Linked DNA regions of Mus musculus: all the other regions are linked to region 1. The links are chromatin contacts, called in public HiCAR-type and promoter capture Hi-C maps. All regions are on one chromosome and are shown on one strand. Each heading gives the region's core, a stretch centred on a gene start, on an enhancer-like site or on the middle of the called end of the contact. The rest is flanking DNA. Distances are from core to core; before and after follow the strand shown.

Evidence for each region. Promoter capture Hi-C pulls out the DNA fragments that hold promoters and counts their contacts. HiCAR-type assays count read pairs that join an accessible place to other places. Capture Hi-C pulls out chosen DNA fragments and counts their contacts.
Region 2: a contact with region 1 is called in a promoter capture Hi-C map of stem cell-derived epiblast-like cells, with 3 times the contacts expected there. The contact joins the promoter of Bmp15 here to the promoter of Clcn5 in region 1. A contact is called at or near these places in 6 of 39 promoter capture datasets (the 3T3-L1 cell line, cranial neural crest, frontonasal cranial neural crest and 2 more).
Region 3: a promoter capture Hi-C map of pre-B cells shows a contact between it and region 1, with 7 times the contacts expected there. The contact joins the promoter of Ftsj1 here to the promoter of Clcn5 in region 1. A contact is called at or near these places in 4 of 39 promoter capture datasets (the C10 cell line, liver and pre-B cells), 1 of 484 Hi-C or Micro-C datasets (CD4 T cells) and 2 of 9 other capture datasets (adipose tissue and liver).
Region 4: a HiCAR-type map of astrocytes shows a contact between it and region 1, with 4 times the contacts expected there. The contact joins the promoter of Shroom4 here to the promoter of Clcn5 in region 1. A contact is called at or near these places in 1 of 39 promoter capture datasets (hippocampal neurons) and 2 of 115 datasets of contacts at active chromatin or transcription factors (astrocytes and stem cell-derived neural progenitor cells).
Region 5: a promoter capture Hi-C map of liver shows a contact between it and region 1, with 3 times the contacts expected there. The contact joins the promoter of Ebp here to the promoter of Clcn5 in region 1. A contact is called at or near these places in 1 of 39 promoter capture datasets (pre-B cells), 2 of 484 Hi-C or Micro-C datasets (CD4 T cells and CD8 T cells) and 2 of 9 other capture datasets (adipose tissue and liver).
Region 6: a contact with region 1 is called in a promoter capture Hi-C map of pre-B cells, with 4 times the contacts expected there. The contact joins the promoter of Wdr13 here to the promoter of Clcn5 in region 1. A contact is called at or near these places in 2 of 39 promoter capture datasets (liver and pre-B cells), 1 of 115 datasets of contacts at active chromatin or transcription factors (memory CD8 T cells) and 1 of 9 other capture datasets (adipose tissue).
Region 7: a promoter capture Hi-C map of neural stem cells shows a contact between it and region 1. The contact joins the promoter of Suv39h1 here to the promoter of Clcn5 in region 1. A contact is called at or near these places in 8 of 39 promoter capture datasets (the 3T3-L1 cell line, cranial neural crest, frontonasal cranial neural crest and 4 more), 1 of 484 Hi-C or Micro-C datasets (uterus) and 1 of 9 other capture datasets (liver).

What each region holds. Positions count from the first base shown.
Region 1 is chrX:7,317,552-7,321,535 of GRCm38.p6, reverse strand. It overlaps Clcn5 (chloride channel, voltage-sensitive 5), which reads left to right and starts at 2,178. Exons shown (of 14, transcript NM_001243762.1): 1 at 2,178-2,430.
Region 2 is chrX:6,318,793-6,322,776 of GRCm38.p6, reverse strand. It overlaps Bmp15 (bone morphogenetic protein 15), which reads left to right and starts at 2,053. Exons shown (of 2, transcript NM_009757.5): 1 at 2,053-2,735. The coding sequence starts at 2,414.
Region 3 is chrX:8,250,256-8,254,239 of GRCm38.p6, reverse strand. It overlaps Ftsj1 (FtsJ RNA methyltransferase homolog 1 (E. coli)), which reads left to right and starts at 1,834. Exons shown (of 13, transcript NM_001290430.1): 1 at 1,834-2,068; 2 at 3,203-3,360; 3 at 3,602-3,671; 4 at 3,754-3,844. The coding sequence starts at 3,240.
Region 4 is chrX:6,398,244-6,402,227 of GRCm38.p6, reverse strand. It overlaps Shroom4 (shroom family member 4), which reads right to left and starts at 2,196. Exons shown (of 9, transcript NM_001040459.2): 1 at 1,967-2,196. The coding sequence starts at 2,083.
Region 5 is chrX:8,191,590-8,195,573 of GRCm38.p6, reverse strand. It overlaps Ebp (phenylalkylamine Ca2+ antagonist (emopamil) binding protein), which reads left to right and starts at 2,062. Exons shown (of 5, transcript NM_007898.3): 1 at 2,062-2,773. Porcn (porcupine O-acyltransferase) reads left to right here. Exons shown (of 15, transcript NM_023638.4): 15 at 1,297-1,728. The coding sequence ends at 1,398.
Region 6 is chrX:8,130,581-8,134,564 of GRCm38.p6, reverse strand. Wdr13 (WD repeat domain 13) reads left to right here and starts at 1,707. Exons shown (of 9, transcript NM_026137.5): 1 at 1,707-2,278; 2 at 2,940-3,180. The coding sequence starts at 2,238.
Region 7 is chrX:8,072,893-8,076,876 of GRCm38.p6, reverse strand. It overlaps Suv39h1 (suppressor of variegation 3-9 1), which reads left to right and starts at 2,117. Exons shown (of 6, transcript NM_011514.2): 1 at 2,117-2,333. The coding sequence starts at 2,315.

The DNA.
Region 1 (3,984 bases), core at 929-3,428:
CAGTGATGATCAGGGTTTGAGCTTATGGAAGCATGGCTTCTTTTGAAATTCATCTAACGTTTAGTCTTCTCCCATGACCCTATCTTTTTTCTCTGTGAGATGACCATTTTTTTTCCTGTTAGGTTTTGTATTAAAATAAGCCCAAAACTTCATTGTGTTTGATTATAGCTTTATCTCTGGAAGCTTTGCATGGCTTGGGCTCAGATACAGGTTTTATATTTCCAAACCCTTAACTTATCCAAAGTAGGCATTCAAAATTCACTGAGCATACATGGCCTTACTGAATTTTGCTCCCTTGTGTTAACATTGCTGATCTGCCAGGCAAGATGTGCCTACTGGTGTAATAGTGGCATGTTGATGGCCACTTTCTGATTGAAACCTTTATCACAGGAGAGAATTTTATGCCTGATACTGTAACTCCATGTCTGGGTCACTCCTTGGGTAGAACCTGCTATTTTAATTTAGCTAAATGATTGCCTTCCAAATATTAGTGTCTATAGCTATAGATCTGGGCTGTTCTCAACTTTGGTCTGAGGAGCTTCTTTTTGCCATGAAACACAGAAACTCACAACTGGCCAAAGTTCTGAGAAGAGACTGAGTGCTCAGCCCGAAGTCTAAATGACAGAATTCTCAACCCTACCCCCACCCCCAATTAGGCCTAAGGGCCATCTTAGAAGAGGAGATTGAAAGAATGCAGGAGCTGGAGGATGCACAGGAGTGCTGTAAAAGACTGTCCTTTGTCCACAAGGTCACTGACTCCTGAACAAGACCAAGCCACCAACATTCCTACAGAGATGGGAGAGGTGATATCCAGACTCTATTTCTTACTGAGATTCCATTGGTAGTTGATAGCTTCCCACCTGGGGAGAGAGAATTGCTCTTCTTTGAGGGTGTGACCTCTGGTAGGTTTTTCCTGGTCTGTCGAATGGTCCCACACTCTTGCAAATATGGGCAGCACTAACTGGATTTATTGGGTTACTAACACAAGAAATTTGAAATTATGAGGGGAGGTGTTGGGGGAAATATGGATTTCTTGGGGAGAATTGGAGGGAGCAAATGGAAGCGTATAAGATTATAGTTTATTGTATACTTGTATAAACTTCTCAAAGAAAAAAAAAGTCTACGGGTGTGGCACAGGTCTACAATCCCAGCGCTTGGGAGGCAGAAGCAGCTGAGTATCTGTGATCCCAAGGCCAGTTTAGTTTACATGGTGAGTTTCAGGCATCCAAGGCTAAATAGTGAGTCCCTGTTGCAAGAAAAAAAAATACTATTTACTACAGTGGATTTTGAATTTGAATACTTGGCTTCTAGGTAGATTACTTGTGTTGATGATGTGGATTCCAATCTTAGTTCTTGCAATAAATTAATAGCTGCACTCCATTTGTATAACCTGTTCATTCCTCACAAGGATAGGATAGTTCTTCTAATTATTCGGAATGGCTTTGGAGACAGAGAGACCTCAGTTGGAATCTGAGCTTTATTTTGTGTTTTGTTTGTCTGTTTTTGAGACAGCATCCTGCCTTCAAACTTACAATATAGCCTAGGATGACCTCGCATCGATTCTCCTGCCTTCAACCTCAAAGAATCGGGATTAGAAGTATATGTCACCTTGAGTTTTCGCTTGACAATGATTAAATTGGCAATAATACCTATAAGTAACTGCAGTATAGATTTCCCTGTGTTGGATTAAATTGGCCCCTGCAAGCACTACTGTATTTGATCACTATTCTTATTGCTACTACAGTGTGAGATTGGAAAAGCTATGTAACCTTTCTGAGCCTCTGTATTTTTATGAGGGAAAACGGATAATGACACACTCTTCATGAGTTCTTGTGAGCATTAAATGAAACGAATAAAGTATATTAGCCAGAACAATGCCTGGCATAAGGGAGGCTTAAATTTGTGGTCTGATGTCCGCTGTGGGCAAGATACTCAGGATAAACAGTTTGTTCTAAAGACAAAAGCAAAACCAAGGTAGGCAATCTGCAAACAATGAAACCGAAGGGAGCATTGCTTTTTTTTTCCCCCAAATGCAACTGACACGCCCCGCATTTGGGTTGGATCCGCCCAGTCCTCATTAAATATGGCTGCAAGCCCGACTACCCTATTGCGGTTGCGCATGCCGAAGCTCCTCCCAGCTGCTGCTTCTCGGTGGCGCTTTCCCCCCTGGCCGGCCCGAGGTGCCTGGAGCGGGCCCTCCGTGGCGCGCATGCGCAGACGCCGTCTTGGCAGAGCTAATACTCCAAGGCGCCTGTCACATGAGCCTCGCTCCCGCTCCGCTCCCCCTCCTCCCGGCTGGGCTGTGTGAATGAAGCTCTGCCGGCTACGTGGGGCGCTAGCTCTACTCGCCGTGTGGAACGCCAGAGCCGACTGAGCGCGCTGCCCACCGCCGGTGGACACGGGCTCCGCCGCGCCGGACCTCGGTGACAGGTAAAGGCAAATGGGCTTCCCTTCCCCAACAGGTCCTTCCCGGCTCACCGGCCGCCGGCCCACCCGAGGAGCCCCCCGGTACGGCGAGCAGGGAAGAACGCTCGCCTGCCACCGCGGTCCCCGGAGCTGGCGTTCCCTCTGCCCGGCCGCCACTGAAGGAGGTGGTGGACAGCCTGGTTCCTGCCAGAGCGGGGCGGCATCTCCTCGGCAGCCCAGCCCTGTTCTGGGGAGCAGGGTCCCCAGGCTGCCGATCGAAGTTTCCTTGCCAAGCGGCGCCAAGCCCACCCAGCTTTGAAAGCGGGGAGCTTGGCTGCCCGCGTCGCTTCTCCAGAGGACAGGGCTGGGGCGGCGTTCGCTGGGAAAGCGCAGCCGAGGCCAGGTTCGGCTTGCTCCTGCTTTGGACCCGCCACAGGTTTCTAGGGCTTCTTAGCGAAGTGCAGTCCAGACGGTCTGGGCGAAGAAGTTGGTGTGCGTTTTCGCCCTTTGCCGCCCAATGCGCTTAAGCTGCTGCTTCCAGAGGTTGGAGCCCCGCGCTCCAGCTCCTTTCCAAGTAATGGAAAGAAAGCTTTAGCTTTAGCTTAACTTTGACGTGCTTTTTACCTTTATGAACGTTTCAGAACAAATCAGTTGACTGAAGTTGGACGGGTGGCCCTGTGATAACGTCAGTGGAAGCTGCGCCGAGTAAATGAGGGGAAAGCCAGAAGGTGAAGCATTAAAAACCAGTGAGACTCCCCTTTACACATACTTCATAAATGTATTAGTAATTTCCCGGGTTGAATTTCAGAGCTGTTAAATTTCCCCTTGTTCCACGACGTGCTGATCAGTAAGTACTTCTTAACAGTAAAATAGGAGGGGGATGGGGAGTCGACTTAAACTGAGCCATGTTCCAGGTAAACTCATTGGAGCACTTTTCCCTGGTGAATTCATCCTTAGAGTTTAAGCTCTCTTTTTCTTGGATTTCAGGAGCCTCTCCTCATCCAAAGCCCAGTCTTTGTTGGAGTTTTGAGGACTGGCGCACACACGAACCCTTTTTGTTCTTTAAAGAAAAAGAGGTCATTAAAGAGGGCCAACACTATTCTCCAACTAGTATTAGCCTTAAGCGTTTGGGCTTTAGCTTTCCCACTTCAGAGTTGCACACGTTGGTTATGTAAAAATCAATGGAAGTAGGAATTCACCTCAGGACAAAAAGGTGAGGGCCTTTCTGGAAAAAAATACAAATTAGCTTTTATGCCCAATGAGGGAAATAAATTATTAAAAAACTTGTTTAAATGTACTGGGTGCTTAATATATGAAACTTCCAAACCAAACTAAGACACCCCCTCCCAAACTGGTAATCACACCCGTTAATTTTTCCTTTGCTTTCTAACTCCTGTCATATAACTGGAAACTATTGTTTTGAGACTGAATTTAAAAATTCCAAATTGATCAATACCGTTGTGTGTGTGTGTGTGTGTATGTGTGTGTGTGTGTGTGTGTGTGTGTGCGCGCACGCATGCTCATGGGTGGGAGCTTAGCTTTATATAGTCACTTCTTTCTTCCCATCTTTACTGGAAT
Region 2 (3,984 bases), core at 804-3,303, 1.0 Mb after region 1:
GGAGATTGGAAGAAAAGAGAAATTTGCCCCAGTATCAATCCAACAAGTGATGGACCTGGAATTTGCCTTTGGAAATATAAAAGAAAGATGATTGATAGAGACTGAATGGCCCAGGTGCTTCACAAGGAAAACTATGATATAGGCATTTTTATAAACGAGCATGGTAAGGGCGATATTATTGTCAAGAAAAAATTAAGTTGCATGCTGGACATATGAAGTACCATAAAAGCCAAGGTTCTTGAAATTTATGAAGAAAAATAAATGGCCAGGAAAGAGAGTCACAAATGTCCATCAACAGTTGAATGGATAAAGAAAATGTGATATATCTGTGAACACACACACACACATTTTATCTGGACGTAAAGAAGATCAATGGTGGGGCTGGAAAGATAACTTAGTGCTTAAGAACGTGCACTGCTCTTCCAGAGGAATCCCATCAGTTCTCAGCACATGTGTTGGAAGGCTCACAACCTTCTGTAATTTTCCCTTCTGGCTTCTGTGAGTCCCTGTACTCACCTGTACGTACACATAATTTAAAATAAATCTTTTTTAAAAGGAGCAAAAGTATGGCCTTTGGAGGAAAATACATGAACTAGAGACCATCATATTAAGAGAAATAAGTCAGACTTCAACATCATCTTTATTATTTTTTTCATATGCAGAGCATAGAAAGAGATGAAGAGGTGGGGGAAACAAGACATGGTAATGAGGGAAAATGGAAAGATAAATATCACATTTTCCTCATGATTTGAGAGCCTAGGGCAGACTACCTGTTGGAGGAGATTCAAGGGGGTTTACATATGAGCAAAGTATAGTGACATACATGTAGGAGATAGCACAATGAAACCCATGATTTTGTATGTTATCCAAACCCCAAAGAACAATCTTCAACTAGAAAGCCAAAAGAGCAAGTAACCTGTGTTCACCTGAAGTTGTAGTCTGATCTACCGAGACAAAAGCACATTTGAGGAGAACCAACTGCTGCTGGAACCTGCACTCTATGAATTCGTGGCATAGTAGGACTCAAAAAAGGATGAAACCTTTGACCTCTGGTTTGTAAAAGTCAAAGAGAAACAAACAAGCAAAAACCCCAAATAACGACATCCAATTAAAAGACAGCCAATGCTTCTTGCATGATAATGTTGCCTCTTCCTAGACCTCACAGTATGAGGTGTCTCCCGCAAGTCAGGCCTGACTCACCACACTCAGGACTTGCCCTCATGTTCTCACCAAACCACCAACAGAGTGGGGGCAGTAAGTCCATAACCTACCACCTCTTTCAATATAACTGTTGCCCAGGGCAACTTAAACCAACTGGCCTAGCCCTGTTGCCTCCCATTAGGCATCGAGCTCAGACATGCTCCCACAAATTCATCTTCCATCGCCTTGGGTTTCTCAGGGGAGACCTACTCAGCCTTTCCCACCGTAAACCAGAAAATTCGAAGTTGGAGTTCTCAAATTGAAGTACATTATTACAAGCACCTGTGAACTTACCAAAAAAAAAAAAAAAAAAAATTCTCCCGGCCTGGTAACATCTCAGACCCATTACAGCAGAATCCCCAGGAATGATATCCAGAGAAGCAGAAGTGTTGAAGCTGCTCAGCTGATTTCAATGCATAGCCAAAAGTATTGAGAACTACTGGCAGGGACTCTTCTTGAAGCTCAAGTAGACACACCCACACCATGATTTTCACATTCTAGTGTTTCAATAAACCTTTTGGAGTACCTGTTGAGACCTTATCCCCACATTGTGTGTGAAAGAGGCTGGAAACAGGAGTTTACATTCTTTTTTATGGGTTTTATCATCATCATCAGCAGCAGCATCAATAATTATTTTATTTATTTACATTCCAAATGTTATTTCACTCCACTCCCAGTCCCCCTTTGCAGATTTCAGTTTATATTATTAATAACCATCCCTCGTCGTTTCACCACATTTCTGTGAAATGCTTCACTAAGAGGTCTACAAGTTGGATGGGAACAGGAGGCCTCTATCCCTTTAAGGCCTGATTGAGGGATTGCCTTTAAATCTGTGGCAGCTCAGGGTAAAGCTGCTTCCTTTTAACCTATTAGATTGGGTGCAGGCCAGGTTCCTGGAATGGGCCTCTTCTCCTCGGTTACTTTAGCCTGTCTGAGAACTGCTGTGTACTTCCCACCAGTGGGGAGTGGGAAGGGCATGCTGCCTTGTCCCACTTGCTTTTTCTGTTTGTTTTCATGCCAAGAAGCCTAGTCAGGAGACTCGCTTTGGCCCAGAAGATTCTCCCACAGGAAGTAAGATAGGGTCTGCCAGTCGGCGTTTCTTTTTATTTCTTGCCCCGTCTTTGGTATTTGTTAAACCAGGATGTGGAAGAGGTCAGACTGATGTTCTTTGGACTTGGTTAGGAATCTGCTGAAAAGCACCAAGCTTTGCAAGATGGCCCTTCTCACAATTCTTAGAATTCTTTTGTGGGGAGTGGTGCTTTTTATGGAACAGAGGGTCCAAATGGCAAAGCCAGGGTGGCCCTCCACCGCCCTCCTTGCTGACGACCCTACATTGCCCTCAATTTTGGATCTGGCCAAAGAAGCCCCTGGCAAGGAGATGAAGCAATGGCCCCAAGGCTATCCCCTGAGGTACATGCTCAAGTTATACCATCGTTCGGCTGACCCGCATGGCCATCCAAGGGAGAACCGCACGATTGGAGCGAAAATGGTGAGGCTGGTAAAGCCGTCGGCCAACACAGTAAGGCCTCCCAGAGGTGAGTTTTTACACCCCCATACAACCCTATAGGGGAGAAAAGGGGGGAGATGTGTAGATGGAAAGGAGTTTTGGTGTGTTGTTTTCGATTAGTGAGCAGACTGGTTGGTCAAGCATGGTTTTCAAAGGGTTGTAAGATTTCAAAGTTGGTCCCAAGCCAATTTCTGGTTCAAGCCACACCATGAGAGAAAAAAAATGCCTGAGGTCCTACTGAGCAATATTTTCCCGGCCACAGGGCAGCTAAGTACTGTATTTTACAAATTGTTATACCTCTTAAACTAATTAAGAAATACCCAGCTGCATTCTTGTGGAGGTCTATTTATGGGGGTGGGTGCTCTTTGAAGACAAAGACTGAGTGCTACTGAGCTAGGAAAACTCGTGTGGCCTCAGACAGGACAGAAACAAGCAATCATCTGAAGGTTCATGCATGACCCTATCACCCCCTATTACTGTATTTCATCCTAATGACAGGCACTACCATTTGCTGTCATGGGGTAATCATCAGCTTAATTTTAAAGATAAGAAAAAGGTACAGTGAAATTAAAAGTAACTTGCAAGTATTCTGCAGACAGTGGCTGGCTGAGATGAGAGATTTAAACTCTAGACTCTCATTCTGAATGCACTATATGCCACCACCCTTGTATCAACCACTTTTTCAATTTGGTTCATGGCACATCTTTGGGATTTTGGTTCCACAGTCCCACGTGTATTTAGTTAGCCACATCATGCTCTATTCTGAGTATCTGAACTAGATATTCTCCCCAGACTCCTATAGTACAGAGCTCTCTAGCGAATACAGACAGCCATCAGCTTCAATGAGTTCTTGGCAACTTGATGAGCTCAGTGTGGGGCTTTCACTGCTCTGCAAGCTACTAACAAACAGGATTCACTTTCTTTCCAAATAAAATAACCAATATTTTCCTAACTATGCCTTACTATTAACTTTATGTGCATCAGGCACTGAAAAATGACTTTGCAAATATCAGTTTTAATACCACTATGAGAGGAGGTTGGTGGTATAATCATTTATAGGAGAAGAAACGGAAGCTTTAATGCTGCCCAGTAGTAATTGACAGACACAGATATCAAACAGACTCTGAAACAACAATATCTGTAGTCTTAATTACCACACCATGATAAATCCTCAGTAATAGATTTTAATTGAGCACAAGTTTCTGCCTTTGGGTTTGGTATATAGAGGCAAATAACTGCTTCTCTAGCCTCTAGGAGTTCCTAGTATTGAATAATGG
Region 3 (3,984 bases), core at 585-3,084, 930 kb before region 1:
CCTATGTTGAAACCATGGGGAGAGGAAGAGAAAGAAAAATAATACTGTGAACTTAACGATTAAGTGGATAGGATTTTTATGCATAATAGATACTCAAAATGTATCACTTCCCAGTTATCTGACTATATCGCATTCATTTCCTATGTTCTTGAAGCCATTTCTCTTTTTGTATGGTCGAATTAATACATAATGATGTCCTGCTGCACCTGTGTTTAGACTACACATGGGTGACTTAAAATCTGACCAGATGATAGATAATATGTAAACCATGGAAACTAACAAATGCTACAAACAGGCCCAATCCCCTACCCTGCCAGAAGCCAGTTAACCATTTACCAGCGCATTGCTGAGAGCACTAGAATAGTGCCTAATACACAGTAAATACTTTCAATTATTGTGTTTCATGCACTAGGTCATGACATGAGCACACACACAAGAACACATACATAGGGGCTGGAGAGATGGCTCAGTGGTTGTTGGGATTTGAATTCAGCACTTCAGAAAATGAATTTTTAAAGAACATATACATATTCATACATGCATATATGCTTTAAACTTTTATTCGCCGGGCAGTGGTGGTGCACGCCTTTAATCCCAGCACTTGGGAGGCAAAGACAGGCAGATCTCTGAGTTCGAAGCCAGCCTGATCTACAGAGTGAGTTCCAGGACAGCCAGGGCTATACAGAGAAACCCTGTCTCGAAAAAACAAAAAACAAAAAACAAAAAGAAAGAAAGAAAGGAAGGAAGGAAGGAAGGAAGGAAGGAAGGAAGGAAGGAAGAAAGGAAGAAAGGAAGAAAGGAAGAAAGGAAGAAAGGAAGAAAGAAAGAAAGAAAGAAAGAAAGAAAGAAAGAAAGAAAGAAAGAGAGAGAAGGAAGGAAAAAGGAAAAACAAAAAATACAAAACTTTTATTCATTCATACATGTATTTATTCATTCGTTCGTTCGTCCGTTTATTTATTTATTTATTTATTTATTTATTTATTTATTTGGGGGAGGGGGCGCGTGACAAGTGCGCATGTTGGGGATCAAAGGACAACTTGCAGGAATCAGTCTTCTTCCATCCATGACCTTGTGTATGGGGAATCGAACTTGGGTGGTCAGATTTGGCGGCAAGAGCCTCTACTCAGTGCGTCTCGCAAATCCGTAGACATGCTTTTCAGTGGTGCGGGTGGAGGCGGTGAGGGCAGTGGTGGTGGTTAAAATGTATTAAAAAGTATTTGGAAAATATACAATTAGAAAAGGATGTGCATCCGATTAACACCGTGAATTCTAGATAGGTGATTATCCCTTCTTTTCAGATGAGGAAACTAAAGTTCTAAGGTGGCAAAATTGAAAGCACTTCAGTCAACCGGTAGAAGTAGGATTCAAAATTGCAAATCGTATGCGGTAGCTTCCCGGTAGTAAAATTCAAAATTGCTCGCCGTAGCCTCCAGGTTAGCTTGCTTTCGCAACAGACTTTTCACTTCGCGTGGTCACGCTCCACCCCCTTTGCGTAATTTCCTTTCCCTCCAGACTTAAAGAAAAATGGGCGTGGTCGTGCCCGCTGAATTTTGGGAAATGTAGTACATAGGTTAAATAACCGTCCCGATGTAAAAGGGAAAAGGCGGCCAAGTAAGTTATCTTGTCTGAGTGAGCGGGCGATGGGGGAGGGGTGGAAGTTTCCCACGTCAAGGTCTCTCCGTGTAGCCAGACTAGCCGAGAACTCAGGATCTTGCTCCGGATCGCAGCTATAGGACCCTGGCCTTGAAACAAAGAACAAAGAGCCGGTTCACAAGCCTTGCAAAACTATTGGCCAGACGATGTCAGTTGCATTCTGGGAACTGAAGTTCCTGTGACCGGGATATGTCGACACAAGATGACGAGACTAACGTCATACGTTGTGCTCCGGTCTGGATCTCCGTGGAACTGAACTGTTTTACAAAGCAAACTTTACCGCGTGGCGACAACCTCTAGGCGTGTACGACAGGCCTTCGGGTCCACTCCGAACACCAACTGGAGTCTGTAATTTTCAGTTTGCAAACTGTTCTCGAGGCTGGTGAACAGCCACGCTCTGTATCCAAGAGCTGAGGTAGGTCCTAGGGCACTGATGACTTGAAAGGGACCGAGACTGGAGGCATGCCTGCCCTGTCTCCAACTCGGGATGAGGGGATTCACTCTCGGTACTGCAGCTGCATAGTTCAGTCAAGCCCCGAGAAGCTTGCCTAGAGCAGGGAACTAGATTGTTAGGTGAACTCGAACGGGGTGCAGCATAGAGCTACACAACTGATCTGCTATCTGCTGGGCCGACTTGAAGGGTATTTGGCGGTTCTGATGGGCTGATGGTCTTTGAGGCTCTGCAGATGGTCTTAGGGATGTTACTAAAAGATGGGTCTTGAAGGTATTACACTCGTGGTGCTGTGTCTGCTGGAAAATTAATGAAGGCTAATAATAAAAGTGGTGGCTATTTGGCAGTTTACATAGTAATCGTATTGGTGAGGTTCTGGAGAGAATAACAGGTGCGTAGGCAGAGTGCTAAACTAATGGGGTCAGTGACGAAAGACAAAATAGAAGCTATATGAGTGACAGAGGTAATCTTTGTATTGATGCAAAGGATCCCAAAGGCCACTCGTGTGATCTTTGAGAGGTTGGTTGGAGGGCTGAGTTAATGGAGCTGGTAAATTGGTGTAATGGAGCCCTAACAGGTCATGGTCCTCCAGGCATTAGTGGGGATTAAGGTGGTAGTAACTAATGACTGGAAGCTTAATCTATGATGGAATTGGTGGACTGCAGAGTGGAGAGAGAGAGAGAGAGATTAGGCTATGGGAGATGGAATGAGGTTGTGTCGGGTAATAGGTGTGAAAAGCAAGGACTTAATGGAGGGAGTAGTAGGGTTCTGTGACTCTAAAGATAATGGAAATAACTAGAGACGGTCAGGTGTTGATAGAGATGAAATGGGCAGAGAAAATGGTTGCGAGAGAGATTACTTGTGTAGTGTGTCCGTGACAGTAGTTGGAAGAGAGCAGAGTCAGTAGTGGGTCCTCTGTCAGTTAACTGTGGAGTCTGTGATGTCCCTCAGAGATGGGGACCTAAATGTGATCAGAAAAAGGGCCTGAGAGTTCATGATAAGGTCCTGGGCTTCGGGTTCCATGTGTTGAATGAGCTGACTGTCGTGTGGGACCCATGAACTCAGTTAGCTGTACTTTGTTTTCTTTGACCTGCGCAGGACAGCATCAGCACACACTGTCTGCCAGCAGACTGAGATGGGACGGACATCTAAGGATAAACGGGATGTCTACTACCGCCTGGCCAAGGAGAATGGCTGGCGGGCCCGAAGCGCTTTCAAGCTCCTGCAACTGGATGAGGAATTCCAACTCTTCAAAGGTGCCTAATCTGGGGGCTAAGTGACCTGGGAGTGGAAGAGCAGGCTGCTTCTGAAGAACTCACTGTAGTAGCTGGGCTGACTTGGAGCACGGAGACGGGGAAGGAGATAGACCACAAAAGAGGAGGAGGAGGAGGGCACAGGGGCAGTGGGTAGACATAGGTTCTCCACAGGACAGAGGTGACTTTTGCCGCATCTTCTGGTCATGCAGCTGAGCAGTATGTCTTCACTGTGTGTGCACAGGTGTGAAGCGAGCGGTTGACTTGTGTGCAGCCCCAGGCAGCTGGAGCCAGGTGCTGAGCCAGAAGGTTGGGTGAGTGGAGGGGCTAGAGGGTGACCTGGGGGGCGGGGGAGGCGTGGGGCGTCAATCCGATGCTGACATGTGCTATCCACAGGGGCCAGGGTTCTGGTCAGGTGGTGGCCGTGGACTTACAGGCTATGGCTCCACTGCCAGGTGTGATACAGATACAGGGCGACATCACTCAGGTGAGTGAGAGCATGCCTACGAATATTGGGGTTATCCTGAGTGACTGCCTTCGTTTGGGGGACAGTAGAAAGGAGAAGAGAAACAAGACAATAAAAAAATGAGAAAGGCTATTTAATCCTCGAATTTTAAAAAGCTGAGG
Region 4 (3,984 bases), core at 947-3,446, 920 kb after region 1:
ATATTCAGCAGAAAGGGACTCATTAAAAGGCACCCTGCCTCTCCACACACGAGGCACTTCCTTAGCACTGTGGCCAAGAAAACCTTCATATATCCTCAAATAATCCCCCAGCCAGACCACAAGTTGCTGTTGCCCCGTACTTAGTAACACCGTGCCCTGCCATGCTCCTATGTGCATACAAAATAATCCTGGACCACAGCACCAAGCCCTCTGAGAGGTGCCTGGCAGGTTAGGTTTGCCTGGACAAAGCTGAAGAAATGACCTCTTCAGGGTCTAGGCAGACTGGAAAGTCTGTGGGCCACCTGAGGAGGAAACGAAAGCCGGTGGGGGTGGGGGTGGGGGTGCGGCTGCCAGACAGGGCTACATATCCTATTATGACCTTGATGGAAAGACAGAGTATAGAGCTTGATTAGTAGAAATTCTTCAGAGCTAAGAATTCCCTCCCCAAAGGGGCTGTTTAATAGGTTGTTGTCGTTGTTGTTTGTTTGTTTGTTTAAAAAGTGGTTTGCTCCAGAGAATATCACAGGAAGGGTGTTAACGGGCAGGATGTGAAGGTAGATCACAAAACCAGCTATCTCAATCTGGTTATACTGGTTGAAGATCGCCTGGTTTGGGGAGGCCAAAGCTCCTCTTCGAGGTCCCGGCCAATCCCCTCAAAATGTTGCCTCAATACACCTTCAGACAGTCTGAGCTGACTGGTTCACACATGAGCAACGCGTTGTCCCAACACCTTAAAGACACACAAGTTAGCTAGCAAAGCCATTCCAGAGCATGGAGTTCCATAGCATAGATTGTTATGCGGTGGGGGGTGGGTGAGGGGAGGGGAGTAACTTTCAGAGCTCAGCTGCTATGTTAACATGGGAAACAAAAAGAACCCCTATAGCTTCACTTGTACTTTAAAAAGCTAGATCTTTTCCAACCACCCCCCCCAGCCAGAATCTCCATCTACAATCGCAACTGCTTTCCCCACGCATTGCAATGGCTCACTAGCGAACTGAGTTTGTAAGAGAAGTAAGAAAAGTGGGTTAAAGTTCATGAAGTCCCTCCACCTGGCAATCTTGTGCTCCAAGGTGAGCAGCCTTACAAGCCACTCTTCCCAGTAACATCTCCAACTGTTCCCCCCCACCGCCCCCGCCCCCATCCTCCACCCTCACGCTCACTGGAGAAGCCTGGGTTTGGGGTCCCAGAACTCTTAGGAGTGCTTCTCTCCCCTGGCCTCTTCGCTGCAACTTAGTTCCAGCTGATCACAGGCTCTTAAATCAAAGCGACTCTAGTGGCCGCTTCAGCACAGCTGTGCTCCAAGGCACAAAAGTTCCCTCCACACTTCGCAGCGTGCAAGAAATCTCTCTGGCGCGGGGCACGACTCGGGAGGGAGGGAAAGGCCGAGGGGGAACCGGCAGCAGCAACGCCTCAGCTCTGAACCCGAGTGTACGCGTCCGGGCTGTGGGAAGAGAGGTTGCGGAAAACCCAGCGATGCCTCGCCAGCAGCTCCGCGCCAGACCCCAGCCCAGCAACCTGCCTCGGGCGGGACAGCCACAGGGAGAGCCGGGAGAGCCCGCCCGGAGCGCCCCCGCCCGTGCCCTCAGCCCCTCGCTGTCCTGCCGGGCTCAGGGGCCTCCAAAGCAAGGAGAACCCCCAGCAGCCGCCATTTCCTGCAGCCCACACGGAGGTGAGTGGCCGCCTCGCCGTGGGGGGGGGGGGGGAGCGAGGCTGCCCCGGTGCCCCGGGAGTGTGACTGCACGCAAAGCTCCGGCGGGGGCCGGGCGCCTCGGCTCCCATCCTCCGGCCGCACACTTGGCTGCAGTCTGCTTCGGCCGCAGGACCTCCCCTCCGTGTGGCTGCAGCCCCTCGGGCTCCGGCTGGCCAAGTCGCCAAGTGGGGCTGAGGCCCGCACCCCGCGCACTCTGCGCACCCGCTAGCCCATTCAAAAGTTGGACGCCGTGAGGAGCGAGCCACCGCTCCTTACCTTCGACACCGTGAGCGGCTCGCAGTGCTCCAAGCCCCCCTTGAGGGTGAAGCCCCAGGGCGCCCCCCCTTGCAGCTGCACCGGGACGTACTGGAAGGACCCCGGCCGGCTCTCCATCCTCGGCTCGGGCTGGGCAGGCGCCGCCGGGCTCCTTTTCCGCGGGGGCTACGGAGCCTCCGCCCCCAGCAGCTCAGCCACCATCGTCCTCCTGCGCCGCGCCGCGCCGCCCCGCCCCGCTCCGCCTACTCTCCCGGCTGGAGACTCTCAGGCAGCTTGTGAGCTCTAGGAGGAAATGACACGGAGCTGGAGAGAGGGGGAGAGGGAGGGGGAAGGAGAAGGGGGAAAAAAGAAAAGAAGGAAAGAGAGGCGGAGGGATGGTGCTTAATGGACAAGAAAACGGAGCAATGGGGAGGGGCAGGCACTGCGACCTCGCCTATAGGATCGCTGAGAAGTGGGAGCAAGGCGAGGCCTCACATCAACTGTTACATTGTTTCATTCAAGTAGGCCCCCTCTTTGGTCCTCCTCTTTACTGCGGAGCTACCCGCCCCTCCTTCAGCCCGAGCGAACCGAGGTGTAAGTCAGTGTGCATGGGCCCTCGTGGCTGAGTGCACTTTTCTGACTAGAGCCTTCATGTCTCTCGGACTGCCTTTTTCTTCTGAGGGTGCTGAGACCCAAGTCCTGAGGGGTTGGGGGGAGGGGTGCTTACAAGGTGCCTTGCCTACAGGGGTGAAAAGTGATATACACCCAGGACCAGCAAACACAGTGGGGTTGTGCATGTAGACTGCTTCCTGTACACACTAGTTATGTGGAGTCATAAACATTACCTAGGAACATAGTTTAAATAAAGGAGAAGTGAGGATGTCCCCTGCCCAGGCTCAGCCACAAGCTAGCTGCCTACTGGTGTCTATGGGAGTACTGTGAGTGTGTGTGTTCCAGTCATCTGGGAGTCCTGACAGTGCCTTGCACTTACTTCATGGAGATGGCCAACCCAGGGATCTACAAAGTTAGGACAAGCCCAAAACAAAGATACTCGAAAGAACACCCACTGATAAGCTGGCCAATTAATAGTGTGCCTTTTGGATGAATCCGCTTATACATGGGGTCTGAAACCTATCCAGTCCTCTGTTCTTGGTTGAGCCTATTCCTCTGGCTTTTAGAATAGCCCTAACAGCTACAGAAATAGTCTTTAAGAGATACATGTTTTACTTCAACATGTGCTGAGTTCTCAGCCTTGACCTAAGCAGTTTATCTCCCCTCTCAGGAGGTGTTTTCTCTGCAGCCACAAGTGGGAAGTGGCTTTTTAAAGGGCTTCACACTAGTAGGGAAAGTGTTGACAAGCCAAGGCTGAGTCAACAGGACATTCTTACTGTGTCTTGCTTTTGAGTATCCTTTCCCATGCGCATGCCCTTTCTTCCTCATGACAGCAAACACTATCTGGTCCCTTCCTTCCATAGAAGCTTTCCACAGTTCAGATGTTCACTCTCTGCTCCCACTTCCTCAAGGGGTCTTAAGCATCCTGCTGCCTGTTCTATGTCAAGGAATTTTCTCATAATGGTCATTTGGATGTTTATAATCAGCCAGACGTCCTTAGAGATAAGAAGCCATAATCAAACATTTACACAAACCTTAGAAAAACCATGATCATGTTACTAGGAATCAGAAAATGCCATCTCAACTTGCTGATTCCTTTTTTGAATTGATTTTTGGCACTAAGGATAGAACCTCGGGCCTTGTTCATGACAAGCAAGTGCTCTGTCTTGAGATGTATCCCCTCACCCCTCATTTGGGATTAATGTCTTTATACTAGAGACTAAAATAACTTGACGTGTGTATGTGTGTGTGTGTGTGTGTGTGTGTGCGTGTATGAGTGCAGTGCTAAGTAGTGCAACCAGTGCCTCTTAAGAATGCTAGACAGTCACTCTTGTCACTGAATTATATCCCCAGCCCCAACTTGTTGGTTTTTAAGTTGTGTCTCAACTGAAGCTGTACTGTATTTGCTCTATCTCACTTTGAAACTG
Region 5 (3,984 bases), core at 813-3,312, 870 kb before region 1:
GACTTGAAACTTGTTTGTCAAATCTCAGTCTCCCTAGTGTGAAGATTACTTGTGTCTCTGGGCAGTGGTGGCACACGCCTTTAATCCCAGGACACAGGAGGCAGAGGCAGGCGGATCTCTGAGTTCAAGGCCAGCCTGGTCTACAGATGAAGTTACTGGACAGCCAAGGCCACACCGAGAAACGCTGTCTTGAGAAAAAGAAAGATTACGAGAGTCAGCCGTCAAGCCCACTTTGGTTTCTTTTTAGAGAAAACGTTGCTCTTTGTTTCAGCCTCCCAAATCGACATTATAGGCGCACACCACCATGTCAGGCTTTACCACTTCTTAAAACATTTTAGTTCTGGCTGTGGTAGTACATGATTTTACTCCCAGCACTCAGGAGGCAGAGGCAGGTGGATTTCTGTGAGTTTGAGGCCAGCCTGGTCTACATAGTAAGCTTCAGGCCAACCAGGGCTACACACACACACACACACACACACACACACACACACACACACACACAAACCCTGCCTTGAAAAAAAAGACTTTAAGGCTGGGAGTATAGCTCAGTGGTAGAGCCTTTGTCTGCCTGCCATGCTTGGAATGTGATCTTTAGCACCCCTAAAACAAACCAAAAAAGTAAGTATTGTAGAGACTCACTGCAAAATGTGCACACATTCAATTTTATTCTATTAACCCACTTCCTCAAAGCATATCAAAAACATACACTCTATATTTTAATTTCTTTCCCCTTGAGACAGGGTTTCTCTGTGTAGCCCTGGCTGTCCTAGAACTCACTCTGTAGACCAAGCTGGCCTCGAACTCAGAAATCGGCCTGCCTCCCAAGTGCTAAGTGCTGGGACTAAAGGTGTGCATCACCACGTCTGGCTTCCCCCAATTTTTTAAGTACACAGTCTTCCTTTTTTTTTTTTTTCATTGCAAGAATTTGTCAGGGTTTACTTTGTCCTGTATTGGTAGACACTCAGATTTCTAGTGGTCTCATATACAAACGACCTCAGGGATCAGCATGACCCACCACATCCAACATATTTTTAAAATAACTCTTTTTGGTGTGCTGGAAATCAAAACCTGGGGCCTCCCCATGTAGACCCTCCCATCAAGCTGTATACTCAGCCCCTTAAAATGATCTTTAAAGAAGAAGAAACCAAACTGTATCTGGTCACCCTTGATAAGCACCTAGACCCTTCTTTTACTCAGGAATATGAAATACCAAAGATCCCTGGGCAAGAGATGGGTTTTCCGGAGACTCACTGTCCTTGTTGAATTTCAAAATCATGACTTGTTTCTCTCCCACAGGGCTACGGCATGGCATACACTGTCCACAAGTGGTCAGAGCTCAGCTGGGCCAGTCACTGGGTCACTTTTGGATGCTGGATCTTCTACCGTCTCATAGGCTGAGGCATATGACCATCATAATCCCCTTCAATACCCCTCCTTAGGGTGCCAACTCTGATGGGGGATGAGAAAAGACCCTTTCTCTACTCCTTTTCCCTTATCCATTCTTGACCCCCAACACCCCTCCACACAACATAGGAACACACACAACTTTCTATGCCTGTCAATCCTCACCCCGCCACCAGGCAGGAAGGGGGTGGTCCTTATTGGGCCAAGGAACGATGGATACTTGGGAAAGCAGACAGGAGCAGATCCAGGGCCTCTGCGCCTGCCGTCTCCCTTTTTTATATGCAGTTTGTTATTGTCGAATAAAAGTAGAACTTACACAACAGGCTCGGTTTTTTGGTTTTTTGTTTTTTTTTTTTTTTTTCACTGATCAGAGGGGAAAAAGGGAAAGCAAAGAAATTCCACCACACATAAAGGTTTGGAAACTGAAAATCGTGGAGAGGGAAAATAAAATTGTGATCTATTCGCGATGAATTCAACATGGTCTGTGATTGGCTAATGAGTCTATGATGGCGGGGTCCTGGTCCTGCTTGCGTAGAGCAGGGACAGATTTTGTGGGGGAGGCTTAGTAATACTTCATGGAAAACTGGGGGATCCCTGTACTGATTGGTTCGTCAGATTCGAACGGGGCGGGGTAGGGCAAGACAGAAGAAGGGTTGATGCCTACTGGTCCGTAGGTAATAATTAAAATGACAGTTTGAGATGATCAATATTCTGACTAAATGCTGACGAGGTCTGTTTGCCAACTTGTTTACCGTCATGCCTTCTGTTTGGCTTTTAAGAACTGGCACTGTTGAGAGTCTACACCAACTGCTCAGCAGGAGTGAGGGTTTGAAGGTGACCGATGCTGTTAGGACTGGAGAGTTCTGAGCTCTGGTGGGCGCTAGGTTTGTTTGTACTGAATGTAATCCACCTGTCGTATTCTCTGCATTTGGGCTAAGAATGGGTCCGGGAACTGATTGGTTGCCTAGAAAACTTAGAAGACCACGCAACTCCGGTCACTAGCAAATGTTGAGGGTTTCAAATTTCAGCCTCATCTTGTGCGATTGATAAGAGGGCAGGGAAATTGAAGCTCAGAATAGCATAGATTTGCTATCGGGAGAAAGCGCCCACAGACCTTGGAGGTCTCCACCCTACTCCTGACTTGGTCTCAGCCAACAGGGAAGATGACACCATAGGCGAGGACAGGGCCTGCGACATTCGGAGGACTCCTATTGGCAGAAGCCACCTTCTCCACTTCACTATTGGTCCGCTCCATCGGGCGGGGAAGCGCTAGAGCTGAGCGGAACTGGGGCTATTAGGGAGCCTGCAGGTCTTCCTGGAAAGTCGCAAGCCTGTGTTAGGAAGTCGCCCTGCGATCGCGCCGCCTGGGGTGAGTGCCAGCCAGCTTGTCCGAGCCCCTCCACGTGCCCAGACCCTCCACGACAGCGGTTTGCCTGCGAGTCCTGCCCTACCCTGCGCTTGCGCGGGACCCGGGCCCTAAATCGGTTGTCCAGACGACGGAAGACTCGCCCTCTCGTTGGGCAGCTACAGTGGAGGGTTCTGGTTGTGATTGGTGGTCTCTGGGCTTTGTTTTCCTTTCTCTTGGTTAGCGCCGCCCGTGAGACCCCTGCTTTTGCTACTTCTAGCTTGTTGCAGGGTGGCACACTAATTGCCTGGACTCTTGCTTTTGAAACGTGGTGCTTGGGGCCGCAGCTCTGATTCCTCATCTCTGCAGCCCCCTGCGGGTGGGAGTAGCGTCCAGTTAAATCTCAGCCACTGGACCCTGCAGTGCACCCCGACTACATTCCTGTGTCTTTCCAACAAACTGAGCCCCAAAGTGCTAGGACCTGGCTTGTTGACAGTGACTCGCCCACCAGACTGTGATCATACTCTGTGACTAGCAACCAGAAGTACAACTCGATGATGCTGGCAGTACAATCTGATGATTCCTCTTTAGAGCCTCAGGAGCCTCTGCCTAGGTGTACCAGCGGCCTTGAAACCCGCTGTGTCAGAAAAAAACGATAGGGGGTATCACAATGAAGCAAAGTTAGAGAGTTTCTGCTGCACTTGACAAAGGAAAGGAATGCACCTAGGCACCCAGCAGAAGCTCTTTATCTGACTTGGAGGTCTTGGAAGCTACTTAATGTCTAAGTTTGTTTGAATGTAGTATCTTGCTATTTAGTTCTGGCTACCCTGAACTTTCTGCCTCCCAAGTGCTGGGATTAAAGACCTGCGCCACCATGCCCAGCTTCCCCGAACTTTCTAGGTAGACCAGGCTAGCTATGGCAATGCTTCAGCTTCGCCCCGCAGAATGTTGGGATTTCAGGTATGTGCTACCATGCAGTGTTATATAACTGAGTGGAAATATTAAGGAAAGTGTGAGCCGGGAGGTGGTGGCGCACGCCTTTAATCCCAGCACTTGGGAGGCAGAGGCAGGTGGATTTCTGAGTTCGAGGCCAGCCTGGTCTACAAAGTGAGCTCCAGGACAGTCAGAGCTATAAAGAGAAACCCTGTCTTGAAAAAACCAAAAACAAAAGAAAAGAAAAAAAAAAAGGAAAGTGTGTGGTTGGGGACTTTTTTTTTTTTTAATGCACTGTGCTT
Region 6 (3,984 bases), core at 458-2,957, 810 kb before region 1:
TCTCAAAACAAAAAACTGGAGCCTGGTGACAAGTTTTTAATTCCAGCACTGGGGAGATAAAAACAGAAGGAAGGGTGAGAAATTCAAGGCCACTCTCAACTGCGTATCCAGCTGAAGGTCAGCCTGGCCTAATTAAGACTTTGTCTCAAACAAAAAACAATAAAGGACACTTGTGATGATCCAATACCTAGGCAGTAGAGACAGGAGGACCAGCTCAGTTATCCTCTGTAACATAATGAGTTGGAAGGCAGCCTGGGTTACATGACACGTCGTTTTTAAAACAAAAGGTACTGGCTGGCCTAGGATGTCTAAGGCCCTGGGTCCTATCCCCTGTACAATAAGAAATTAGATTAATGCATGCAAGCTACTTAAACAGTGTCCAGCACTCTATCCGATGAATACTTAGGGTCTTGTTAAGGCTACATGTTTGTGCCAAGAAATAATTTATTCTTTTTAAGCTATATTGCAGGGGATATTTTAAAACACTGATAGGGTGACAGAGGAGATACCAATAGGATTCACTTACCTATTTTTTATTCCTCACTTCAGGCAACCTAAAAAGACATTATTTAGTTGATGGTTAGTTTTTTGTCAGCTTGACACAAGTTATGGTCACTTGGAAAGAAGGACCCTTAACTGAGTCTCTATCAGACTGTCCTATGGGGATACCTGCAGGGGCATTTTCTTGCCTAATAACTGTTGTGGGCAGGTGAGTCTGGGTTGAAGAAGCAGGCTACAGCAAGCCTTGAGAAGCAAGCCGATAAGCAGTGTTCCTCCATGATCTCTGCTTCAGTTCCTGGCTTGATTTTCAGCCCTGAGCTATCTCCATCCTGCTTGCTTGCTTTTTTTTCTTTTCTTTTTTTGACACAGGGTTTCTCTGTATAGCCCTGGCTGTCCTGGAACTCACTTTGTAGACCAGGCTGGCCTTGAACTCAGAAATCCGCCTGCCTCTGCCTCCCAAGTGCTGGGATTAAAGGCGTGCGCCACCACGCCCGGCGCTTGCTTGCTATTTAAAGTATGTAGTCCAGGATGTAGTCCTGGATTTGACTACATAGGCCAGACTGCATTCGAACTCATGATCCTCCTGCCACTCTATCCCCTACATCACCCTCTTCTAGGATTACCATTATGCTAGACTAAACATCTTGAATTTCAACCTTGGAATTTCTGTTTTTGACACTGAGAGGAATACTCAAGATACAAATTCTAGCTTAAGGTGAATATAACAGACGATTGGGATACTTTCCTTTCCTTAGGTCACAGCCCCAAAGCTTGTTTTCCTAATTGCATATTTTTATTAAGATACTCAAGTTTCCTAGGGGTAACCATTCAAGTCCAGTTAGTCCCAGTGAAGATACACATGGATTCTTCCCATCGCATAGGTGTTTAGAGATTCATCACTGCGCTAGGAACTAGAGAATGTTCCAGGAGTCAGTCTCTGCATATATTTTATTTGCCTGGCCAAATGTGTGCTGCTAAGAAGCAGCCTAAACCACTTTCATGAGAAAGTCTTATTTCTGATTTTTAGCTAGTGGTTGGCACACGCATTCTTGTCCTTCTGATCACAGTACATTATCCCTGTGTATACAAAAGGTGTCAAGAGGGAAATGAATAGAACTCAAGGGGTGGAGCCTCGGTCCTTGTATGGGAAACTACAGTCCTTTAATGCGCCTGCGAGGCTCCCACGCCCCGGGAAAGGTTCCTATCGATTTGCTCTGTGCTCCGCAGCTCTTTCTCGTTGCAGGCAGCCATCTTGCCTGGAGCTTGAGACAGGGAGAAGAGAGAGAAGGAACCGGTGACACTGGGCTCAGGGTCGCCGGGGGGGGGGGGCGCCTCAAGAGCTAGGGGTAGCCCCGGAGGTGGTCCTGGATCCTGAGCTATGCTCTAGGACTAGAAAAGGGAAGGCGGAGGGCAGAAGGCTTGATGGGTGGGGAATGTCAAACAAGACTTGCTATGGGGGGGAGGGGCGTTGCTACGGCAACTGGAGAGGGCGGGGTCATGTCTGAACTGCTGCTGTGAGTCACCGGAGTGCTGCCCAGGAAAGGCAGGGCTGGGGTGATGACCACGCTAACGACCCAGTGGGATTTCGCGACATCACCTGTGTGGAGGGACTTCGTGTCTATGGCAACTGTCACCTGGTGGGCGGAACTAGATTTTCTCTGCCTGGGACGCTGACATTCCAAGCCCTTGCCCTGCAGGCTCCCGCAGGCAGACAAACCAAAGAAGGAAGCCAGGGAATGGCCGCGGTGTGGCAGCAAGTATTAGCAGTGGACGCGAGGTGAGGCGTGGGGTTGGAGCCCATGGGAGAGGAACTTACTGTGGTGCATGAGCAATGGCGATAAGTGCAGCTGGGCGGAGAAGTTGGCTGGTGCGGCTGCGTGAGCATGCGCAGTAGCTTGGTGTGGGATAGTCCTGCGGTTAAGTGGCCTGGGCTGGAGCCGGTTCTAAAGAGCATGCTGGGAAAATGCGGTTTGAAATGGACATGCGCAGACTGTCTTTGAGTGGGTAGTGGAAGTCAGGCTGGTGACTTCCTATCTAGTCCCTCATTGCTTATCCTCTTCCCCAACTTTTCTCGATATCACTACCCTACTATTATTACAATTGCTACCCCATACTAACCTCTACCGTTATCTGACCCTAACCTCCATTGTTGTACATTACCAATCTGACGTATGTCATCATGCTAGACTGATATTACAGCTGGCCCAGACTGACCCCAACAGAGCTGCAAATTGACTATATTGTCGCTAGAGTGATCTTTTCATCATAACCACTAATTATTGCATAATTGCCCCCCATCACAATCCCAAGAGAAATCCCCCTTTGCTGCTCTTGTTCACTCTTACCATCCCAGTCACTGCCAAACCTTGTACCACCTCGAGCTGATTTATTCCCTCTGTCCTGTGCCTGCTGCCTGCCCTGCCTCCTGGACCCCACAGGTACAACGCCTACCGTACACCAACGTTTCCACAGTTTCGGACCCAGTATATCCGCCGGCGCAGCCAGCTGCTTCGGGAGAATGCCAAAGCTGGTCACCCCCCAGCATTGCGTCGGCAGTACCTGAGGCTACGGGGCCAGCTATTGGGCCAACGGTACGGGCCACTCTCAGAACCAGGCAGTGCTCGTGCCTATAGCAACAGCATTGTCCGCAGCAGCCGAACAACCCTTGATCGAATGGAGGTGAGCTCCTAGCTGCACCACCCGCCATGTATCTCCCCTGCCTCTGTAGTCACCATAGTTTTTGGTCAAACATCAGTGATGTACAAAGTACTGTTCCAGGTCAGTAGAGGACTAAAAGGGAATAGAGAAGCCAAGTCAATGAACATTGATAAGCAGACAGTGAATTAGATAAACACAGAGCAGGTAAGACTGATGAGTTGATAATTTACCATGGTATAGTAAGCAATGCAAAGATAGTAACATACAACAGACTTAAAAAGCAAAAAGGAACACAAGTGTTTGGTGCATGGATATAGTTCAGTAACTAGCGTGATTGCCTAGTATGTATGAGACTGATGGTTCTATTCTCAACATGGCCAAGAAGAATGAAAAGTCACTGCTTTGAGCTAAAGGAGGGAGCTGTGCTTAATAGGGAAGACTTGTCTGGGGAGGGAACACCGAAACCTGACAGAAGTGAGAGACTGATTTGAGTGCTTCTCTGGGAAGAAAGTAGTCATCCCTTGTGAGGAAAGCATGTATGTACTAAGGATGTTTGGAACAGGAAAGGAAGGACAGAAACAAAGGCACTAGTGAAGAAACTGTTGAAACCACACAAGTGAGCAGTGACAGTGGTGGCTGGCGCCATGTGTGGTGACGAGAAGTCAGGCCCCAGATTTAAGCTCATCTCAGAGATTAATTTCTATTTATTTATTTATTTATTTATTATATGTAAGTACACTGTAGCTGTCCTCAGACACTCCAGAAGAGGGAGTCAGATCTCGTTACAGATGGTTGTGAGCCACCATGTGGTTGCTGGGATTTGAA
Region 7 (3,984 bases), core at 868-3,367, 760 kb before region 1:
AAAGCAGGCCACTGTGGAATTTATGACCATCCAGCCCTCCTCAAACTAGAAAGATAACTTTCCTCAGCTCCCTCAGTTGCCTTATACCTGCAGACTCTAAGCAAAATGGTCTCCGTTTGAGATAGTATCCTATCTTCTTTTGTTTGCCGACTTTCTAAATAGATTTTTTTCTTTGTTCCCAATCTGGCTTTTTCCAGTCACGAGTAAATGAATGTGGGTGCTCTAATTACAGAGGTAATCTTGTCGATTTCAAGCTGGCTGATCAAAGAGTATGGAACCTCCAGCTAGGCAGCTATTTCTGATGGCTGGTTGTCTACCTAGGCTGAGTCACATGATACTGAGCATTCTGACTAAACATCCACAGGTAGTACGGTCAGTGGGATACCTAGACTGACTACCTGCTTATCTGAAAAGGTGAGAGGGAGAATGAATGAGTCCCGGGGTTAGCTGAGGAACAGCTCTGTCAGGAAAGCTCCCCCGTCCCCCTCAGATACATGCATGGTTGCAAAGTATCCTGATAGAATCCAAGTCTCTCTGAGGAACCTAACACTTCAGAAGATTGACCCATAATGGAAATGAGAAAAGATAGAGTCATTATAGGAACCCAGCTTGACTTGACCACAGCCATTTTAGTCAACTTCAGTGGTGGTAGGGCACAGGGCCTCAGCATACTTTCCAAACCTATAGGATAAACAAAGCCATTAAGATAAGGCAGGCTCCAGCTGCAGATGTAGCAGAGAATGACCTTATCTGGCGTCAATGGGAGGGGAGGCCCTTGGTCCTGTGGAAGCTCGATGCCCCAGCAAGTAAGGGGATGCTAGGGTGGTGAGGCGGGAGTGGTTTGGTGGTGGTAGGGGAGCACCCTCATAGAAGCAGGGAGGATGGAGGATGGGATAGGAGGTTTCCAGGGGGAAAATAGGGAAAAGGTTTAACATTTGAAATGTAAATACATAAAATAACCAATTTTTAAAAAAAGGAAAAAAAAAGAAAATCTAAAAAAAAAAAAAAGATAAGTCAGGGAAGCATTTCATGATAACTACTGATGCCCAAATTACTTTAAGCTGATATTTAGTGAAATGGATTTAGAAAAATAATTGATGGGCCACATTGAAGTTTGTGTAGCACGTAACTCTGTCCTCCTGCTGTGCAGTATAGGGTTTCTCATGTCTTGTTGACACTAGAGATATGAATACGTCTGTAAATCTGTAATAATTGCACTTTGCGAAATCCTGGCTCTTTCTAACTCTTCTGGTATATGTGCGTGTTACTGTGGACTGTGTACGTGTGCATACACATATGTAGGCTAGAGGTCAACAGCAGGCATCTCCCTTGATTGTGATCCATTTTCTTTTTAATTCTTATTACATTTATTGGGTGTGTGTATGTGTGTATGCAGACACATATGTAGGTCAAAGGTCAATGGTAAGCATCATCCTTGATTGATCTCATTGTATTTTTTTTAATATTAAATTTATTTGGGGTATGTGTGTATACACCTACCAAAGTGCAGGTGTGAACAGAGGACAGCTTACAGGAATGGGTTCTGTCCTCTAAGAGCAAGCTTGGGGCTCCTGTCTCCCTCCTCCAGCACTTTGTCGCTGGGTGTGGCTCTTACATGGGTGCTGACAATAATTTGTCCTGACCTAATCCCAGTCCACTTCGGGACATGGGTGGCCATTGGAGTTTGAGACGTCTCCTTCAAGGAAGATGGAGAAAGGGCTGCCTGGCTAACAATGTGATGGGGACAGTTTGAGGGAATAGCAGGCTGCCTGACAAGGGTTGTGCTTCTATGAACTCAGACGGCTGCAGGGCACAGATGGATGCTACTATTGACTGAGTGTGAATGAAGAAGCGAGTGATGGAAACGGACATCTGATGGCGGCGACCGACTTATTATTTATTTCAATCAGGTGACTGGCTGAGCACCTATATATATGGCTCTAGGTCCACCCTGGCAGTGAATGCCTGCGCGAGGTTAAAATAAATGACTGGCAGAATTGGGGTTGCACAAAACAAGCCCTTTATGACTGGCTGACGCCGCGATTGGCTAGCAATATGACTGACAAGGGGCGGGTCCTGGAGCAAAGGCAAGCTTTGCTACTGCGCAGGCGCACTCTGAATAAAGGCAGCGAGCACGGGCTCTCGAGACCACTCCTGGTGACGGGAGGAGTCCAGGCACAGCTCCGCGGTTGGTCCGAGCCGGAGCTGCGAGCGGCGAGGAGCGGCCAATCGACTGCGCGTCCCCGGCCACGCCCGCGCGCGCTCTCTTCTCGCGAGGCCGGTTAGGCCCGAATGTTGTTAGCTGTGGAGAAAGATGGCGGAAAATTTAAAAGGTGAAGCTGTGGTGCTAGAGACGCGAGCTACTGGCCCGGCCGAGTAGAATGGAGGGAAGGTGGCCGGGGCTCCAGGCCAGGCGTCCGGAGCTACGGAGCCTGGAGCTGGAAGGCCGGCGCGGCAAACGTGGGGGCCGAGAGCGCGGGCCCGGCGCGCGGGCAGGGCGGGGCTGAGGGGAGGGGGCGCGTGCTTCGGCCGCGGGGGGCGCGGGGCTGCGCAGGCCGCGCGCGGGGTTTCTCGGCCGCGCGCGGCTGGCCGGCGCGCCTACGCGCGTGAGAGAGAGTCCTGAAGGAGAAGGTTGCGGCCACGCGCGGGAAAAGGCGGCTCTCAGTGACCGTTACCCTTTCGGTTTCCACGGGAGACGCCGGAAGGGGAGGAAGAAGTGGAACGGACCCCCTTCTCAAAATGGGGGAGCCGGCGACTCTAGGTGGGAAAGGGATCGAGGCGAGATGGGGGCAGGGTTTTCGGGTAGACGAGTCTCCCCGGAAAGCGGGACTTGGTGGGGGGGCCTCGGTGAGAGGAGGGCTCGGCTCCTCCATGTGCAGGAAAAGAGGGGTGACTTGTGCGTGCTGGGCGGGCTCCTCGGCCTCGAGTAGAGCGCTGAGAAGAGATTCCACAAGTGTGAGCCGGAGCTGCGGTGGGGAGGAGTGCGGCTGCTGGCACTGCAAATGGTATTTGCAGGCCACTTCTTGGGGCTTTCAAAGGCGTTCCAGACGCAGGTTAGAGGCTCCGGGAACCGAGAGGCCTCGGAGGAGAGGGATTAGTCTCTGCTGGGCCTTGGATAAAAAAGGATCAGTGTATATGTACGCAGTGATCTTTTTTTCTTTTGAAGTGTTTGTGTGTTCTTAGGTTACCATCTAGAGCATCTTATTAGGATTGTTTTAGATTTGAGTCGTATGATGGGAGGAGAAAAAAACCATCCTTAAAAGATGGCATTGGCTACTGACAGCATACACCTAGCATCAAGTGGTTTTGTGACATATTTTGATTTTTTAAAAATGGCTTCTAAAATTACGTTGAAGAAGGGATGTGCTCTGAAGCAAAAAAATGTGTATACTTTAAATCCGCTTCTCTTGAACAATAATTTTGGTGACCAAGAGTCATTGTCGGGGCTTACCTACCACATGTATTGTTTACATGTTCCTGAATTGAGAGCAGATCCCTTCGAATTGAGTTGTACTTTTCACCCCCGAGACAGGGATTTTTTTTTTCCTTGAGACAGACTACGGCTGTCCTAGAACTCAGAGATCAGCTTGTCTCTGCCTTTCCTGGGTCTAAAGGTATGCACCACTATGCCCAGTTTAATGTAATATCTTTCTACAATCTTTATAATTACAAAACCTAAAGTCCTTTGAAATAAAAGTCTTTCTTAAATGTGTCACTAATCATGGCAAGGGATTTTTAAAAGTGAAATTATTCAGTGAGAATATTTAATGTGAAAAATCAAGGCTTTTGCTATAGATGTGTTTGCTGTTAATGTGTTTTGAGTATAGATGGCTTAATGTCCTATGCCAGGAATTCGCCTAAAATTACTTGTGTAAAATTCCCAAATGTTTGAATTCCAAAATCCAGTGGCCCAGGAGTTTCAGATAAGTGAAGACTTTATAGCAACACCTCTGTTTGTTGCCCTAGGGATTTTTGTCCTACCCT